Regions from separate parts of the Sus scrofa genome. Here region 2 is linked to region 1. The links are chromatin contacts, called in public promoter capture Hi-C maps. All regions are on one chromosome and are shown on one strand. Each heading gives the region's core, a stretch centred on a gene start, on an enhancer-like site or on the middle of the called end of the contact. The rest is flanking DNA. Distances are from core to core; before and after follow the strand shown. Region 1 holds the start of NFRKB (nuclear factor related to kappa-B-binding protein). Region 2 holds the start of APLP2 (amyloid-like protein 2).

What was found. Promoter capture Hi-C pulls out the DNA fragments that hold promoters and counts their contacts.
Region 2: a contact with region 1 is called in a promoter capture Hi-C map of fetal liver, with 2.4 times the contacts expected there. The contact joins the promoter of APLP2 here to the promoter of NFRKB in region 1. A contact is called at or near these places in 2 of 5 promoter capture datasets (fetal liver and liver) and 1 of 2 datasets of contacts at active chromatin or transcription factors (alveolar macrophages).

Annotation. Positions count from the first base shown.
Region 1 is chr9:56,653,225-56,658,699 of Sscrofa11.1, forward strand. It overlaps NFRKB (nuclear factor related to kappa-B-binding protein), which reads right to left and starts at 2,844. Exons shown (of 26, transcript XM_021063150.1): 1 at 2,724-2,844. PRDM10 (PR domain zinc finger protein 10) reads right to left here. Exons shown (of 22, transcript XM_013979568.2): 22 at 4,046-5,475.
Region 2 is chr9:56,796,678-56,802,152 of Sscrofa11.1, forward strand. It overlaps APLP2 (amyloid-like protein 2), which reads left to right and starts at 2,104. Exons shown (of 17, transcript XM_021063158.1): 1 at 2,104-2,340. The coding sequence starts at 2,236.

The DNA of each region.
Region 1 (5,475 bases), core at 1,594-4,093:
AATGCATCAGACCACGACACAGGCAAAAATTCCAGGGATCTGTTGACACAAAGCCTCCTTCTCAAAATACTCTGGCCCAGAAAACATTCAATCTCGAATGTATTCTTTTTTTTTTTTCCTTCTGCTTTTTAGGGCTATACCTGCAGCATATATGGAACTTCCCAGGCTAGGGGTCTAATCCATACACAGCCATACCAGATCTGAGCTACATCTTCAACCTGTGCTGCATGTGGCAACACCAGATCCTTAACACACTGAGCAAGGCTGGGGATCGAACCTGAATGCTCATGGATACTAGTCAGGTTTGTAACCACTGAACCACAACAGGAACTCCCTCAAATGTATTCTTATACCTTATCTTTACACTCTAACTACAGCTAAACAGCTCCTTAATCCCTACATTCTCATCTGAATCTCACATCTTACCCAGGAGGTCTGTCATTACTCTAAGTCCCCAATTTATAGAATTTCTTATATCTTCACTTAACACATGAGCAAAATTAGACTCAAAGATTAAATTACTAGAGTCCACAACTTAGACTTCCCAGGCCAATAATCTCTCATTACAACATAATTCATTTAGTATTAATTGTTGGGTTTTGGTGTTGTTTTGTTTTGTTTTTTGTCTTTTTGCTATTTCTTGGGCCGCCCCTGCAGCATATGGAGGTTCCCAGGCTAGGGGTCGAATCGGAGCCACAGCCACCGGCCTACACCAGAGCCACAGCAATGTAGGATCCGAGCCACGTCTGCAACCTACACCACAGCTCACGGCAACGCCAGATCGTTACCCCACTGAGCAAGGGCAGGGACCAAACCCACAACCTCATGGTTCCTAGTCGGATTCGTTAACCACTGCGCCACAATGGGAACTCCTGTTGGGGTCCTTTTTAAGCAATTAATTTTTGTTGTTGTTCCTTCACCAAAGAGAATTCACCGAAAATCCACATAGACTAGTAAAGTTCAGACAGTAACACTAAGTTATTTAATGAGGGCCTATTAAGTGCCAGGCCTTCCACATACTTCATTTAATTCTTACAAGTGTGCAATATAGGGTTATTACATCTATTCTACAGATACTAAAACCTAGGATCAAAGTAGATAAGAAACTTGCCCAACCCCAGAGGTACAACTGAAAAACCCACGATTGCAAACCCCTGGATAAACTGTCAATTTAAATCAGGAAAAAGAAGTATCTTAACATGACTTTACTAGTCCATACAAACTTTAGAGTCTCCACACACCTGACCAGGACAGCCAGCAAAGTCAGTGCCCAAGCCTCCTTCAGCTGGTCGGGCTGATATTTATAACCATGTAAATATAATACTATTTTTCTCCTTCCAGTAATAACTGAACACTGCTGGCTACCTTTAGAAAAGTATGTGGGAAACTTTTTCTTTCATCATAAGACTGATGATGGATGGAATCAGGTGCAAAGCTGAGGTCACAGGAGTGAACAAGTTAACAAGCCCATAGGCAGGCTGAACTCAATCACTCTACAAACATCTGCTAAATCCATTCTCTAGCTCTGATTCCTACCAAATGGAAAGAAAAAGATAGATTTAACAGTTAAATACCAAACTTCTAGCCTAATCTCAATGACTCTGGGCAAATCTTAACTGACTGGCTATCAAGTTCCTTATCTATAAGATGAAGGGGAGTTGGGTGAGGTCCTCTTCCCTGTTATTTCCAATCCTGGAATCCTGAAATGAATAATCTCCAGATGGATGCATTTATATAACTTCATGTAGTCATGTAATGACTTCTCACTCTGAAGCTCTCTAGTGATAAGGAGCAGACTTGTAATACTACTGCTAAAATAAGCACCTTTCCACTAACTAGTTCAAGATATCTGGAAGAGATGATGCCAGATCTATCTATGTAAAGATGCGGTGGAAAGACAGTGTTCAAAGCAGCTGTGTGGTCTCCAATTAACTGTGCCCAGTACCCTTCAGCTCTTGGTGAACTAACACTCCTGGTGCCTAAATAACTGAAGCAGGTGAGAAGAGCACATGGCATCAACGTTCATAAAACTTTTGAAAAGAAACAAAATGTAGATGCAACCTGACGCTCAGAATAAAGTCCTCTTAAGAGAACTGGCAAAGAACAGGCTAACAGCTGCAAAGCAGTGTTCTGACTCTTAGGAGGTTCACCTGTTTCACACTTGTTCACAAGTTTCTTCAATTACGGTGAATGGGTAGCTAAATTTACTCTAATCGAGTGGCAACCTTTGCCCCGGTACTATTCTGAAGAGAATCTCAAAATACAAAAAGCAGGCAGCTGCCAAAGGGTTGGAACCCCGGAAGCCAAGGATTTCTAAGTCTTGTGGGCTCCTGGAGCTCTCTACTAGACCAGGAAGGACTCTGCACCTCGGACAACCTTCCCTCCAGAATCCTCCCCAATACAGACGCTAAACCCTAGGCTGCTTCCGGAGCAACCGCCCACTCCAAATCCGTAGCCCCTGCTGCAAACCCTCCCTAGCGGCTCCGCTCCAGCCCAAGGCACGGGTCCCTCCCCCCCAAAGTGCACCTCCGCTGCCACGACCCCTCCCCCACGCCGTGCCTAACCCTAACCCCCACCTACCCGGGCCGCCCGGCTCCCATACACGCCCGCTCCCCTGCCCGGTGCCCACAGGAGCAGCGACCCTCGGAGACCCAGCCGTCCGCTCCCTCTTTCCGCTCCCCGGCAACACTTTAACCCTTTCGCCGCCCCTGGCCTGCCCTCACCTGCGCCGCGGGCGCGGGTCTCCAGACCCGCTGCGTTTCTCGGCCCGCGGGCTCCCGGACGCGCTCGCTCCCGCAAGGCGTCTCGGTGCGTGCACGCTCCGGGCTCAGGCGGCGGAAGGGGCGGGGCTGCGCTAGGCGGGGCCTCGAAGCGCCGGGGGCGGGGCGGGGCGGGGCAGGGCGAAGCCTGGAGCTCCTCGAGCCCTAGCTGCTGGGCGTGGCACTTCGGCTTGAGCTCTGCTGGTTGGACTTCGCTAGTTTAGAAGCTTCTAGTGTCTTACCTCCCGAATTGAGGTTCTAGTGTCTTACCTCCCGAATTGAGGTTCCGGAGCCCGTGAGTGAATGAATGCAGTTTTATTAGCTAACGTTTGCAGAGCGCATACCCTGCTCCAGGAACTATGCTGAGCACTTTTCATTCAGCATCTTTGTACCTCAGCTGCGTGCACTGTTTGTTCCCAATTTGCGATTTCTAAGTTTCAATGAGGATAACGCGGATCGGAGCCCGTGCCCCTCCACCTTACTTCTATCCCCCTCATCCCGCAGCGTGCACGGCCCCACCTCTCTCTCAGGTCCCTAGACCCTTGACGTCCGGGAAGTACGCACGTCGAAGAAATAATTTTAAATCACACTCAATAACCTTCCTCTTATTAAGAATCTGGATCCCTTTCTTCTTCTTCACTAGGTTTTATTTAGAATAGTTTCAAACTTCTTATTCCACAGCTACTTTCAACCAGTCGTGCAAAGACCATCCTCGGTTCTCCCGATTGGATGGAAATATTTCAGAGAGGCTGGCGGGCCAAACTAGAGTTCCTCCCTGGTTGGAAAATAGTGGTTTCCAAATGAAGCCATTCTAGTTCCTGTTACGTTGTTGGGAGGGATCTCGAATTAGAAACCACCAAGTAAAAGGGCCTGGAAACATCATTCCATAGTTGTCATCCCTAAACTCCCCAACCTTACATCTCTGACAACACCAGAGGGAACCCCAGTCAAAACAATGTAAGTTGTAATATTAAAAAAAAGAAAAGAAAAGAAAAAAGAGTTTCTGTGGTGGCGCAGCGGAAACGAATTTGACTGGGATCCATGAGGACTCAGGTTCCATCCCTGGCCTCACTCAGTGGGTTAAGGATCCGGTGCTGCGGTGAGCTGTGGTGTAGGTCGCAGATGCAGCTTGGACCTGGCATTGCTGTGGCTGTGGTGTAGGCCGGGTACAGCTCCAATTCGACCCCTAGCCCGGGAACCTCCATATGCCGCGAGTGGGCCCTAAAAAGGAAAAAAAAAAGTAATGATCTCAGAAACTTGTAACTTATACACATACAAACAAGAAGGACGTTTATTAAAAAAAAATATTTATTAATTTTTACACCTGCTGAATAGCACAAGACTATTAACACTATAACTCACTGAATGTACAATAAATGTTCACATTTAAATAACAGGATAGGGTCAACATTTTCAACCTGTGGGTCAGCTTTAGCATCTCATGAAGTGCTTTTTAGTCCTACATATCGTAAGAGTTTTTTGAAAGGATAATTCCAAATCAGAAAACAATTCAAGATCAAAACAATAGGTTTTCCCAGAATAACAGGAATTTTACATGATGAAATGTCTGTTTATGTGGGCACAAATCAAACAATAAAAATGTAAAATATATATGTAAGGTACTCCATAATTTTCACACTACACTGTCAGTGTGTCTTAGGAGAGGCCACAATATAAACATTGGCTACATACATTTTTTTCCAAATTGGGTCTTCAGATGGCTTATCATCTGCCATCTCTTTGAATCCAAATCCTTTTGAAAATTTACCACCTTAGAATAAATGTGCAGAACACCTGATCTCAAAGCAATGTTGTCTGGCTTGACTGCCACCCCTGCATCTCTGGTTGATAATATACAAATCAGTTTTAGAGTCTTTACTTCTTCCATGTAAGGACAGAAAAACAAAAAGGGGGAAAAAAGAAATCAGATGGGAAAGAAACACAGGTCCTTCCACAATATTTTTTCCCTTCGGTGTATTTTAAAACTTGAAATATCTGGCATAAAATGAACATTCCATTCAGCGATAGTTTTCAGCTTTAATCAATAAGTTATTCCTGAGGGGAGGGAGGTACCTTGTTGGTTCAAATTAAAAAGGACCCAATAGGACCAAGTTAAGTTATAAAAACTAAACTGGACCTTTGAGAAAGTCTCACATTCTTTACTAGCAAGTCTTTCTAGACTGAACACTAGCATATTTATAATCATCACATTGTAGGACTCTGGGACTCAAAATCTCTATATTGTGACACAGAGTCATTATTTTCTATTGAAAACATCAGCACCTCTTTGTTACCAAAGATACAGAGCCCATTTTTATTTTTTACACAATTACCAGGTTAACTTTCAAGTCCTCTTAGTGCCTAAATTTCCAGGGACAACTAAATGAATGAGGTCTCAAAAATAAAGTGCAAAATTTACATATTAGTAAAGATAGTTCAATAGAGTTGTTTCCTTTTCAAAAAAAGTATTTTTATCATAAAGAAGCTATTATACTTCCTAATATATAGAACCAGTTTTTACCCAGAAGTGTAAATAAAATAAATTAGTTAACTTCATTTGAAATTGAAGGTAGGTCTTTCTGTGCTGGAGTGATAGATTCTACCATACCATAATTCTTCTAAAAATGAATTAGCATGTCACAAAAAGTTGTCAAAATACATACTGATTTCTGCATTGTTTTAGGTGCACAATTGGAATGTACAGTAAAAAGGGAAA
Region 2 (5,475 bases), core at 854-3,353, 140 kb after region 1:
TATGGAAGTTTCTGGGCCAGGGGTTGAGTTGGAGCTGCAGCTGCTGTCCTACATCACAGCCACAGCAACGCCGGATCTGAGCCTCATCTGTGAACTTCACCTCAGCTTATGGCCATGTCAGTTTCTTAACTCACTGAACAAGGCCACGGATCCAACCCACATCCTCATGGACACTAGTTGGGTTCTTAACCCACCGAGCCACAACAGAAACTCTTATAAGACAGGTTTTTAATATTCACGCTTGTTAAGGAAGGAAAGACAATTCAAATGATGAAGGCTTACCCATAGTGACTCAGCTGCACTAGTCAGTTCCGGCTGCCATAATCCAGTACAACAGACTGGGTGCCTTAAACAACAGAAATTTCTTTCTTGGTTCTGGAGGCTGGCAAGTCCTACAGCGTGGTGCTGGCCAACCTGGTGTCCCATGCTGAGGACACTTTTCCTGATCTCACTATGTCCTCACATGGGGTGGGGGTGGGATGGGGGTGGGGAAAGAAAGCAAACTCTCTGGTCTCTTATTATAAGAGCACTAATCCCCTTTGAGGGCCCTTACCCTCAAGACGTCATCTAATCCTAATTACCTCCCAAAGGCCCCATCTCTGACTACCAACCTACTGGGGGCCAGGGCTGCAACATAGGTGAATGCTGGGGACGACACAATTCAGTCCAAAGCAGCAGCTGAACTAGGACCAGTGCCACAGAAGTGGTTTCAGTGATGCTTCACAAATGTGTGATGGGGTATGGAGGGTGAGATAACCTGCAGTATGACATATATCCATATCTTGTCAGTGGCACAAGGGCTATGGAAATAACCAGGGGAACAAGTGCCATAATGGGGAACAGCACTCTGGGGATTCAGAAACAGATGGCTACCTCCAAGCGAGCACAGGAAGATGAAAATGTTTTCAACGGGTAAATGTTGGAGCGAGGACAGTGCAGGCATGGGAACGCTCTGTAGTGGAAAGGTGCGGGCTGCTTTTGGGCAGCGGGGTAGATAGAGCTGTTCAATCACAAGAACGGGCATGCCACGCAGAGGCTGGAAAATGCAGCGTTCTCCTCACCGTGTGCTCTGTGGACACTGCCTCTTCCTTTTTAGAGACTCTGGTCTCTATTTATTTGGAAACTAGCAAGGACTCTGCAGGGGGTGGTCCATAAATCACGAGGCTATTGAAAGGAAACAAAGCCAGAGGCGCCCCAGCCCTGGCCAGGCCTTGGCAGCTGAGGACCAGAGCAGCTGAATGTTTCCTGAAGTGGAAAAGCAGTGGAGCAAAAAGGCAGAGGGAAGCAGGTCTCTTGCTAGTCATCTTAGACTGAAGAAAGAAAAATGCTTTTTTCCTAAAACACACGAGGAAGGCGACCTTGGGCTTTGAGGTCCTTGCCCAGCTGGTCTGCAGTAGGAGGACGCCATCCTAGGTTCGAGTCGCCCCTGGGAAGGAAGGGTAAGGGTGAGGCCTAAGGAACAGAGGTCAAAAGCCTGGAAACACTGCGGGGGCGGAGCCCTTCAAGGAGCGACAAAAGGGCGAAGTCGGCTCCTCGCGCTGGAAAGGGGCGCGCCCTGCTCAGGGTCGAAGCGGAGGAAAGCTGCCTCATGGCAGCCCTTCCTCAGCCCAAGAGGAGGGCCTTCAGCAACCTTGCCTGGCCTCGGAACAATTCATCCTGGTTTTTAAAATCCTGTTTTTAATAAAAGATTTTCAGAACCAAAAAGAGGGCGGTACCCAAAGGAATCTGGAAAATACCCCGCAGGGGCGGGGGAGCGGGGCGTGCCCTTATCAGGCGGCAGCAGGCGAAGACACGGGCGCAGTGCGGACGGATAACTGTGCCGCGACGCTGGAGCCCGAGGCGCGCCCCCGACTGGAACCGAACCTCGGCCTCCCTTCCACCCACCCGCGCACACCCCCGCGCTCCGGGGGCTGTAGGGTCTAGGCTGGGGCGGGGCGTCAGCGGCCGAGGGGCGGGGCCTTGTGGGGGTGCGCGGCAGGGGCGGCGGGGTGCGGGCTTTTCCGTCCCCTGATTGGGTCTGGGCTGAACAAGGGGCGGGGTCTTGGGGCGGTTCTGCGGGCCAGCATTGGGCTTCGGAAATGGAGGGCGTGGGTTTGTGAAGTCAGTTCCGGTTGGTGTAAAACCCCCGGGGCGGCGGCGAACTGGCTTCAGTTGCTTCAGGGTCGCGGTAGGGAGAGCTTCGAACGTCGAGGGTGCGATTTTTGAGAGCCGACCGCAAGTGGGACCCGGCGAGGGATGGCGGCCACCCGGACCGCGGCCGCAGCTGCCACGGGCAAATTCCTCCTCTTATTGCTGCTCGGGCTGTCGGCTCCCGCTGCGGCGCTGGCCGGCTACATTGAGGTGGGGACCGGGCGAGCGCCTGAACCCTTTCTCCTGCGCCCGCCAAGCGAGTGCGGCCTGCGGGTCCGAGCCAGGGGCGCGGGGCGCGGGGAGGTGGGGGTGGTCCGGCGCTGCGGCGGTTCTGGCGCGCCTCCCGCGCCCGCCCCTGCTTGGCGCAGTGCTTAGCCCTCGAGGTCGGGCTGCCTCTGCCGCCGCAGAGGCCAAATGAAAGGCATCGAGGTTGCGGGGGGCGGCGGGCCGCCTTGGCCTCCCCAGCCCCCATCCCTCCTGCAGCGCTGCCCCATCCTCTTGGGACCCCGCGCGGCTTAGATCCCTCACCCGCCCTCCCCCGGGATCACGCGAGCCTCTGCCGTGCGCCCCGCGGTGGCCCGCAGCCCCGGACCCAGTGCGGCTGGACTCGCTCCGGGCGCGGCCGCGCAGACCCCAACCCGGGCTGGAGCAGGCAGTGCGCTCCCCGCGCGGTCTTGGGGTTTCCCACCGGGAAGCGGTGGATGCGGCCTTTGTTGGCGAGGTGGGCCGAGCGGCGGAGATGCGGGCGCCTGGGAAGTGCGGCTGTGCCCAGGCGAGCGCCTCTCGGACTGCACCGAAGCAGGCTACTGTCCCCCGCAGCGGGTGTGCCCTCTGCTTCTGTATGCCCCTCTACCCAGATCCTCCGCCCTGGCATCGGGCCTTCGGGAGAAATTGTTAAATATAGCTGTTTGCCTGCATCTAATAAACAAGGGGACCCCCACCCCCCCCTTGCTGTTGGTGTTGCTCCCTTATGTGGTGGGTTTCGGCGAGTAGGGACGGTTCTCGTTTTACGTTGTAAAAAGTCTTTGGTTTAATCTTACTTTTTTAGTATAAGTAGTTTTTCTGCAACTGATAATCCCGTAGACATCTTTGTGTCGCAAGGTGCTTAAGTGTCTGGGTTCCAGGGTGACTCGCTGGGGTGCGTGGGTCTGCGGCGTGGCCTGGACATTGCCGCTTCATAGAAGCCTTTCTGTTCCTGAGGGAGACGTGGGGCTTTATTTTTACTTGCCTTCTCCAAATAGTGCGTGAACTGTCGGACTGGAATGCGTTTCTGGTGTAGTTCATTTCCCCTCTTCACTCTTTTAAAAATTGCAGTGGATTTCTGCGTATTTGGCTAATTGCACAGGGAAGTGAGACTGGATTTGATTACCTGGGCATTGACTGACAGTAAAAACTTTGACTTATAAAAACCCCAAGTTAGAATATATTCTTCAGCAGCGTGTTTAAATATTTGCACCATCAGAATAAATCTAATCAAGAACAAACCTCCATGGAACGGCTTAAAACGTTTGTATGCATCAAAGCTTTGATTCTTTAGGGGAGAAAAAAAGTTCAGTTTTGAGTAGAATTACGGTTCATATAGGCATGCTTTTAGATTAGGATTTTTTGTGTTTTCCACGCAATTCTTATATTTATATCTGATTCCCTATATAGTGTTGCAGGGAAGTGAGCTAGATCAGTGGATGGGAGGGGGAGGAAAAAGGATTGTGTACGGAACATAGAATTTAACTCTCAAGTCAGGGTGTCAGAAACGATTGTTCACTTTTTTGCCTCACTTCCCGGGGTGGGGGTGGGGTGGGGGTGGTATGAGTAACTTCAGGTGCTAGTGAATTCACTATAAAGGCTTCTTCAGTTTCAAAGGACATCTTCCTCTCCGGTTTAAGCAGAATATTAACACTTGTGTGCCCGCAGATAAAGAGAAATTAACAGTATCAGAATAGGTGTTGTGTATTAAATTTGGTTATTACCCATGTCATTGTTCAGTTGAAAAGTCTGGCTAGGCAGAAAGTAGGAATTAGACATTTCTCTAAAATGGTTTTTTTCATGCTGTTTTATGAAACTTCTCTTCTTTGGAACTGTTTTTTTGCCCACACTTGCTAAATTATCTTTCACGTGGTTTTTCCTTTTGTCCAGCAGGCAGAACTTCCCTCATATGTCTATAATTTGATGTGGCTTCTTTGCTTTCAGGCAAATGACTGCTGCCTTGATTTAGATGAGAATGACCTAAATCAGGATTCTCTTTGGGCTGGTCCTTATTGAGATTAGCCCAAGGGATTCTAGCCAAATCCCTGATCAAATTGCTTGGCACAGAATTATTGATTGGCAAATCTTAAGTGTTGCTTGGTGTTGACTGAATTAATCTCTTACACCTGTTTAAAAAGGAAAAAAAAAAAAATCTCGGTACTCAGGGTCACTTCCTCTGTTCAATCCGAGACAAGTTCTTTTGTGGGCCTTGCTCCCATTTGGGTTTCTCAGATAGTATTTGTGCGGAAATTCTGCACTCTGTATGGTAGACATTGAGGCTTCTGAGAGCCAGAACTTCATTCTATCATATTTTAAAGTAAGTGGGCTCTTTGCTAGCCAATGTCCAGGAAACCCAAAGTGTGCCAACAGAGGCAGAGGGTCAGGAAACTTTGTGTTGTTATTTCTCAGTGGTGCTAGAGGTATTTCTCAGTGGTAGAGTCTGATTATGACCAGGAAAGATAATCAGTGCTTCTGAGAGGACCATCAGTCTTTATCTTATCATAACTATGTGAAAAATCGTTTGATAAATGCGATGTGCTAAATTTTAGCGATCAAGGTCCTCCTTTGGAGGTGTTTGTTTCATCTAAAGCTGGGCTGTCTCAGAGCCTAGCCATTTGAAGTGTGGCTATTGTGATTGAGGAATGAATTTTTCCATTTAATTTAATTTTAATTTACATTTCAAACCAAATACTCAATTCAGTGACTGGAAAACTGTTAACTATGTTTGAAACAACGTGGTTTGTGAATCTACTTGTTAAACTACATTTTATGAAATCCTAATTCGGAGCAAAGATTTCCTGTGAAAATTTAGCATCTGAATTGAAATGTACTGTGGATGTAAAATACACACTACATTTTGAAAACTGAGTATGGAAAAAATTTGTGAAATAACTCATTTATAATTTTTTATTGACTACTTTGAAATGATAATATTTTACATGGCTAAGTAAAATATATTAAAATTAATTTCACCTGCTCTAATTTTAATGTGTCTACTAGAAAAAACAACATATGACTCACATTTTTACTGGACAGTGCTAATTTCTTACTTTAGGTTGGTGCTGCCTGAGTGTTTTTATTAGCACAATTTTTGAATATGGT